Linked DNA regions of Zea mays: region 2 is linked to region 1. The links are chromatin contacts, called in public Hi-C maps. All regions are on one chromosome and are shown on one strand. The core of a region is the stretch at or near the end of the contact, and the rest is flanking DNA. Distances in the headings are between cores, read along the strand shown.

Evidence for each region. Hi-C and Micro-C count contacts between places; a contact is called where the count stands out from the background.
Region 2: a contact with region 1 is called in a Hi-C map of leaf, with 4 times the contacts expected there. The contact joins the enhancer-like site here to the promoter of LOC100274518 in region 1. A contact is called at or near these places in 2 of 25 Hi-C or Micro-C datasets (leaf and tassel).

The regions. Positions count from the first base shown.
Region 1 is chr6:39,532,119-39,535,438 of Zm-B73-REFERENCE-NAM-5.0, forward strand. It overlaps LOC100274518, which reads right to left and starts at 1,348. Exons shown (of 4, transcript NM_001148875.1): 1 at 986-1,348; 2 at 689-905; 3 at 390-602; 4 at 1-288. The coding sequence starts at 1,272. The coding sequence ends at 28.
Region 2 is chr6:39,883,252-39,886,465 of Zm-B73-REFERENCE-NAM-5.0, forward strand. No RefSeq gene overlaps it. Among protein-coding and RNA genes, the nearest start is that of LOC103630975, 180 kb to the left of the region's middle. Within about 2 kb of position 1,305, at least 20 of the 20 cell types and tissues checked have an H3K27ac peak or open chromatin away from gene starts, as enhancers often do. A contact at or near this core is called in leaf and tassel, where this site is marked.

The DNA.
Region 1 (3,320 bases), core at 98-2,597:
TAATACGAGCGAGCTCGGCTCGCTTGTTCACCGAGGCCTGCCTGGCACCACTGGACGTATGTAAACACCGATAGCGTCGACGAGCCTGGTTCCCGCCCGCGCATAGAATCCCGCGATGCTGCTGCCGTTGGGCGCCGTGATGGAGAAACGCGTCCCGTTCTCGACCCCCCAGGGGCCCCAGGTTCTGCTGCTGGTGACGAGCCTGAGCGAGGTCAGCGTAATGGCACCTTCAAATGCGCCGTATGTTCCCGAGACTTCCCTGACATCCTCTGCGTCGCCAAGGTCGATCTGCACGTACGCATGCAGAGTTCGAGTGATGATGGACATGCATTATGCTTCATGAAGAGGTTGATGGATGATACGATGGAGGACTACTGCATGTTGCTCACCGTTCGAACATTGCCGCCAAGTCCACCCCACCGCCCAGCAGTGCGCCTCTGCCCAGCGTCGTCGGTGTAGGTGAACTCGATGGAGTCGACGGCAACGCCAGCGCGGACGGTGATGCTGTGCAGACGCCGTGGTGGCTGCTCTGCCGTGATGTCCTGTGCCGACCCTCCCTGTCCGCCCCATAGTCCGATCTTGGTGACGGAGGAGATGGACTCCTGCATGCAGCAGCTGATTAGTATATTACCAAGAATATATATTCTGCTGTTTCTCTCTCTCTCTCTCTCTCTCTGACATACAGTACCTGCTGCTTGCTAATTGGTTGCTGTGATGCGCCAAACACCGGGCAGAAAACTTCCAGGGCAAGCTCGTCAGAGTTCCCGTCGTTGCTACCGCCGGCAAGGTTTCTTCTCTTCATGACACCGGTGGCCATGGCGAACACCCCGGTTCCGCCGTAGATCGCCCATTCGTCTGACCCATCCGTGACCATTCCGTTGATGACGAGCGTGGAGCCCTTTAGCCTGATTGATGACCAACAGACGATGGTGAATTGAATGAATCAGTATTACAGCTTGCACGTGAATTGAAGATGAACACACACCTGTCGGTTTCGAACACCATGGTGAACAAGGCGTCTGCGTTACCGACCAGGACCGTGACTCCCTGTATGCGAGCCACGAGGCGGGCGTCGGCGCCACGGCCGTCGTACACGGGGCTGTCAGTGACGACTCTCCTGCCCAGCTGGTCGGATGGCCTTCCCGGCACAGTCATCTCCCTGCTGCCAGGACCAGCCCGGCGCATATACAGGGCACGGAAGGTGAGTTTCACGAACTCCGCCGCCACGGGTGCGGCGATGGCCACTACGATGCTCGGAGCAGGGTTCTCCATTGTTTTGCTAGCAGCTACCGTAAACCAGGCTGCTTGTTGTGTGCTGGGATGGGGTGTGGGTGTGGTGGTGTAGCAAATGCCCCCAATGAATAAACAATGCCGGCGGGCAGTACTTATAAAGGACGAGCCGGCCAGTTGCCATAGTTGTACATGGAGCTTGAGTCTGGCCCGAAACCCGTGTTTTTCATCCGGCCCATGCACGGCCTGGCCCGGTAGTTGGTGGGCCTGGGCTGGTACGTCTAGGGAGCAAGTTTTGTCTAGGCCAAAAACTATGCACATGGGTCGGTACGGTACAGCCTGCTCCCGCTAGGGTGCTCTGTTAGCAGCCCGTCCGACCGACCCCCACGCCCTACCTCATATACCCCCATTTCCCACCCACCACTCAGCTCCTCGCCTCCCCTCTCCAATCTCCTAGCTTCTCGTATCACACGTCACTCTATCTCTCTCGTCTACCTGGCTTCACTCTGATCCGACGATTCCACTTTCTTCTTGCCTCGCTGTCGCCTCCGTCTCCGACTCCGTGACCTAGATACGAGGGGCGGGCCTAGCGTAAGTCATGGACACTCAAATGAATACCCAAGATTTTTGTTAAAAATTAAATATATTTAGTGAATCTTATATATGTATATATAAAAAATTAATAATATTTAATAATTGATGTAATCTGATGGGATACAGACGGATATTACTCATTCCATATTTGTCTTCATATTAGTTCTTCAAATTCACATCATATACATATATTATCGAGTTGTTTCAATAGATCGGCATCTTAAATATCAAACTTTGAGTATACACATACATATACAGATCGGACATGGATCAGATACTAAATATCCAAACTCGAATATAGATCGAATATCAGCACTCTTAGGCCTTGTTTGGTTGCATGTGGATCATGCGGGATTGAGAAGGAATAAAACCCTTTCTATTCAGTTTTGACTAGCAATGGATTAATCCACTCCAATCCCATTTAATCCACTTCTAAACGAACGCATCTAAAATCGAATTCATATACGAATAGATAATATTTGTATCATTTACATCCCTAGTATTTAGGCTAAAATCAAAAATATACTAGGACGTCTGGCAGGCTAGTGCCTCAACTCCAATCGACGACTCAACAACACACGCTTTCACGTCATCCTCCAGGCGCGTCGCACGCTTGCACCCTCACCCACTCACCCAGTCGCCCACACCCGGTGGTCACCTGTTGTGTGGTTCCGCTCATTGTCCACCCACCTGGTGGCCGCCTCTCGCTAGTCGTGGCGTTGTGCAACACTCGCCCCCAGCTCGTCGTCCTTGCTCGGTTGTCTCTTATCACTAGTATTTAAACAATTTTACCTAATAATTAGTTATGTGCTCAACTAAATTTGGTTTTGTTTGATATATGCTATAAAACTATTAGTATGTAATATATTACGGTATAATACATAAGACATACCATATATTTAGATTTTATATGGCTATATTTTTACCTCTTAACAATTTCGAATACCATCCTTAAAATCTTGGGCTTGCCACTGCTCGATATAGCACCTAACGGCTACTGACATATAGCTCCCTTCTCCCTGATCCCTCTCCCCTCTCCTCTCCCTGTCTCCTCTCCCCCCTCTCTCTTGGTGAACTATGTGAGTTTTCGAGTTGTCGCCTAGTCTCTCTTCTCCCATTCACAGTCATTTCTAATTGGTGTATCTCGTCTAGGCGGTCGTTGTCTTCTCCGACGCTGGTCCCCGGTTGCATAGATGAATCGTAACCCTAACCCTAGATCCCTCTCTATGGTCCCCAACTTTCTTCATTTTGCGTAGGTATGTTGCCAATGCCTCGTCTTCCTCCTCTAGAGTAGACCGAGAATAGTGATTGTACGCACCATTGAGGAACAAAGCTGGAGATCGATCAAATGTGGTGAAGGTTGCCATGCATGGCAGATGACAAGGATGTCTATCCGCTCACCGGCAATGACGACCTTCACGCGGCAGGGCTTGTCCCTGATGATGAAGACGACATTTGGGGAGACGTTGCTGCCTTGCTCGGCATCGATGCCAGCT
Region 2 (3,214 bases), core at 55-2,554, 350 kb after region 1:
AGCAATAGCATAACTACCCAATGATTCAGGGGTAAACAAGGTAAAAGATAAACAGTCTAGGGTGACCTATTGGGTCCCATCAAAATTAAACCTATGCATGAATAGTGATAATAAAGAATATAATTGTGTAACAAAAGTGGATCAAGGGCAAAACTTGCCTGGCACTTGAGATTCCAGTTACCTGGGTGATTCTTTAGATCCTCGAAACCTCGCGCTAGTCGTAGCAATACAAACAAACATGGTATAGATAAAATTAACATCACACCAAACATAACAACAAACTGAATAATAATGATCTACGCGAAGCTATAAGATCGTGGGATCGAGAACTACTAAGATCGGAGTTACGATTAAGGAGTTATGATTTTATAGAAGATCCGTGTGATTAAATATTAAACTATATTATAAATTGGTTAATATAAATCATATGAGAGGTTATTTTATAAATAATTATCTCAACTTTAATCTAAGTTATGAATTGACCATAAATCATCTTATAGTAGATTATAATGATAAGTAGATTAACAAGACTAACCCACAAAAATTAAATAAAGATCTAATTAGAAAAGAATGAGACATGGTATAATAACTATTGTTATTGCATAGTAATTATTTATACGAGACTAATGCAACTTGAATGGATCAAATCGGAGTTATAGATTTTAAGTTATGAATTTCCAAAGATTTTATGTGTTTTGTACAAGATTAAATAGAATATAAATTTAATTTGACTTTCATGTCAAAACAGTGGTACTAACTAATAAACAATAATATTACAAAATTATAGGAATTGGAATGGATTAATTTGGACTCCATATGAATTTTCTATGATTTATAAAAATTTCAGCATTTATTTTCACGTTTAAAAATCATTTTCCAATTACTTTTAGTGGATTTCTAATTCCCTGGACTGGGCGTCAAATTCTAGAAAAGACAGGAGCTCATCTATAATTTTCCACAAGACTCAGACCGCAACCCTACTGGACGGCGGGTTAATTCACAAGAAGTCGAAGGGCTCTTTTGCAAACATGCGAGGTCGAAGGGGTATGAGAGCGTCAGAGCCGTCCGATCGAAATCTGAAGATCCAGATTAGATCCCGAGCCAATCGAACGAAATACAGTGCGGACCTTCGGATTAAGATCTAACGGTGTAGATGTTTATATATCCAGATCCAATCGCCACCACTGGATCTACAGCCTACGGTTCAGATTCTAAACTCCGGAGATCGCACCGCGTCCATCCGATCACGGATCAATGGTCCGAGCATGACTGGGGCTTTGCAGTCAATCGTGACCGGACACGCATGGATCAACGGCCGAGCGGCGTCCAAACCGAAGGGGTACGCATATCTAAACCACGCCGTTAGATCCGGATCCGATGACCGGTGTTCATCAACTAACCCAGCGGCGGCTGAGCGGCGGCGCGCTTATGCCCCGCGGCGGAGCATCGCCGTCGCGTGCTTGATCCGGCTCCTAGTGCGAGCCACTACGCGATTTCTAGTGCAAAACGAAGCCAATAGAACAACAAGGGCGGAGATGGTGATTTTACCGGCGATTAAGCTCTAAGGAAGTCCGCCCTCGCTGCGCGGCGGCTCGAGCACGAGAGGAGAGGTCCAGCGACCAATTCGTGAAGTCCTCGACGACAATTCCAGGTGGCGTGGCCACCAGCGCCCGCCCCGCAGCCGAGGGAAGGCCCTGAGCCCCATAATGGAGGCGCGGACGACGGCAAGCCGGAGCACCCCTGCAGTAGCCCCAGCTTCTCTCCGTGGCGGCAGGAAATTCTCACGATTGCGGCAAGGATGGCGGGGTAAGGGTGGGGCGAGTTGATCGAGTCGCTGGCCGAGTCCTTTATGCGCCCCTGGGGTTCGCAGCATGAGCTGTAGGCAGTCGTTCCGCCGATCCGTACAAGGCGGAAATCTCCCGGCGGCCATGGAGTTTGTTGCGGAGGTTGGCTGACCGCCCGGTCCCGCAGGGTAACCGGTGATGACTTGTTGACATAGGGAAACTGACTACCGAGCTCAATCGCAGTGAGTCGGAGCTTTTGCCAGCTCGCCCCCAACACACTTTCGATGACTGACAGACGGACCCGCTAGTATCGCATGCACAGACTGAAGCCCGACCCGCGGGACCCACGCGGAAGTGGTGGAGAGGGAACTCGCAGCGCGCGATGCGAGGGTCTGGCTGCCGGGTCCCACACGTCGGCACCGTGATCTCATCCAACAGCGAGTGGAGGAGCTGGCCAGTGGGCCCGCAGCGCCAGTGGGTGCGCGCCCGAGGAGTCTGGCTGGGCCGAGCGCGAGACAGGAGATAGCTTGCTGGGCCGAGTGTTAAGAAGCCAGCCCAGGCGTATTCTTCCCTTTTATTTTCTTTTTCTTTTGTATTTCCTTTTCTTTTCCCTTTTCTTCTCTTTCCAAATTTGGGTTTCCAATTTGAATTCATGTATTTGTACTCTATACTTGAGTTAAATGTCTATATTCTAATAACAGTATGAACCAAAATTTAATTCATATATATTTAGTGTATCCATATTTTTATAGCATTTTCCTTTTCCTACTCCAAATTCTATTTTATTTTCTATTCTCCTTTCTCTTATTCTCAAATTCCAAACTAAATTTAAATTCATGTTTGAACTTTGAATTCATAATTCTCTCTTGAATAATACTTTTGCACTTTGAAATCTTATTTATTTATTCTTCTTCCCACTATTTAATTCTAGCAATAGTAGATGACTTAAATATAATTTCCTTCCTCTTTTCTTTTTGAAGTTAAACATTCAAAGACATGAGAAATTCAAGAAGGTTTTAAAAAAATTCTAAAATCTCTATCATAGATATCCTCATTTCTTTGTTTTGTTATTTTACTATATATTTTTTTCTACCAATTTTGGGCTTTACACTGTGGAACTGCAGAGACTTCAAACACTCCGTCGGGCATGGCCGACCGTTCCAGCCACTACCACCTCCCCCGCCACGAGGAGAGCCTGGCGAGCCTAGGCAGCCTCAGCAGCAGGAAGAGGGGAGGGTTGGAGCTTTCCCGCGCGTTGATAGGGAGGTCAACGTTATATTCGGAGGCCATGGGGCACAAGAAAGCAGGAGGCAACAAAAGCTCAACAATCGGCAGGTCTTAGTGGCCATGACTAGTGCTCCGGCCCCTTACCGATGGTCGGAACACGCGATAACCTTCAGCCGAGATGATAAATGGTTTAACTCCGATCA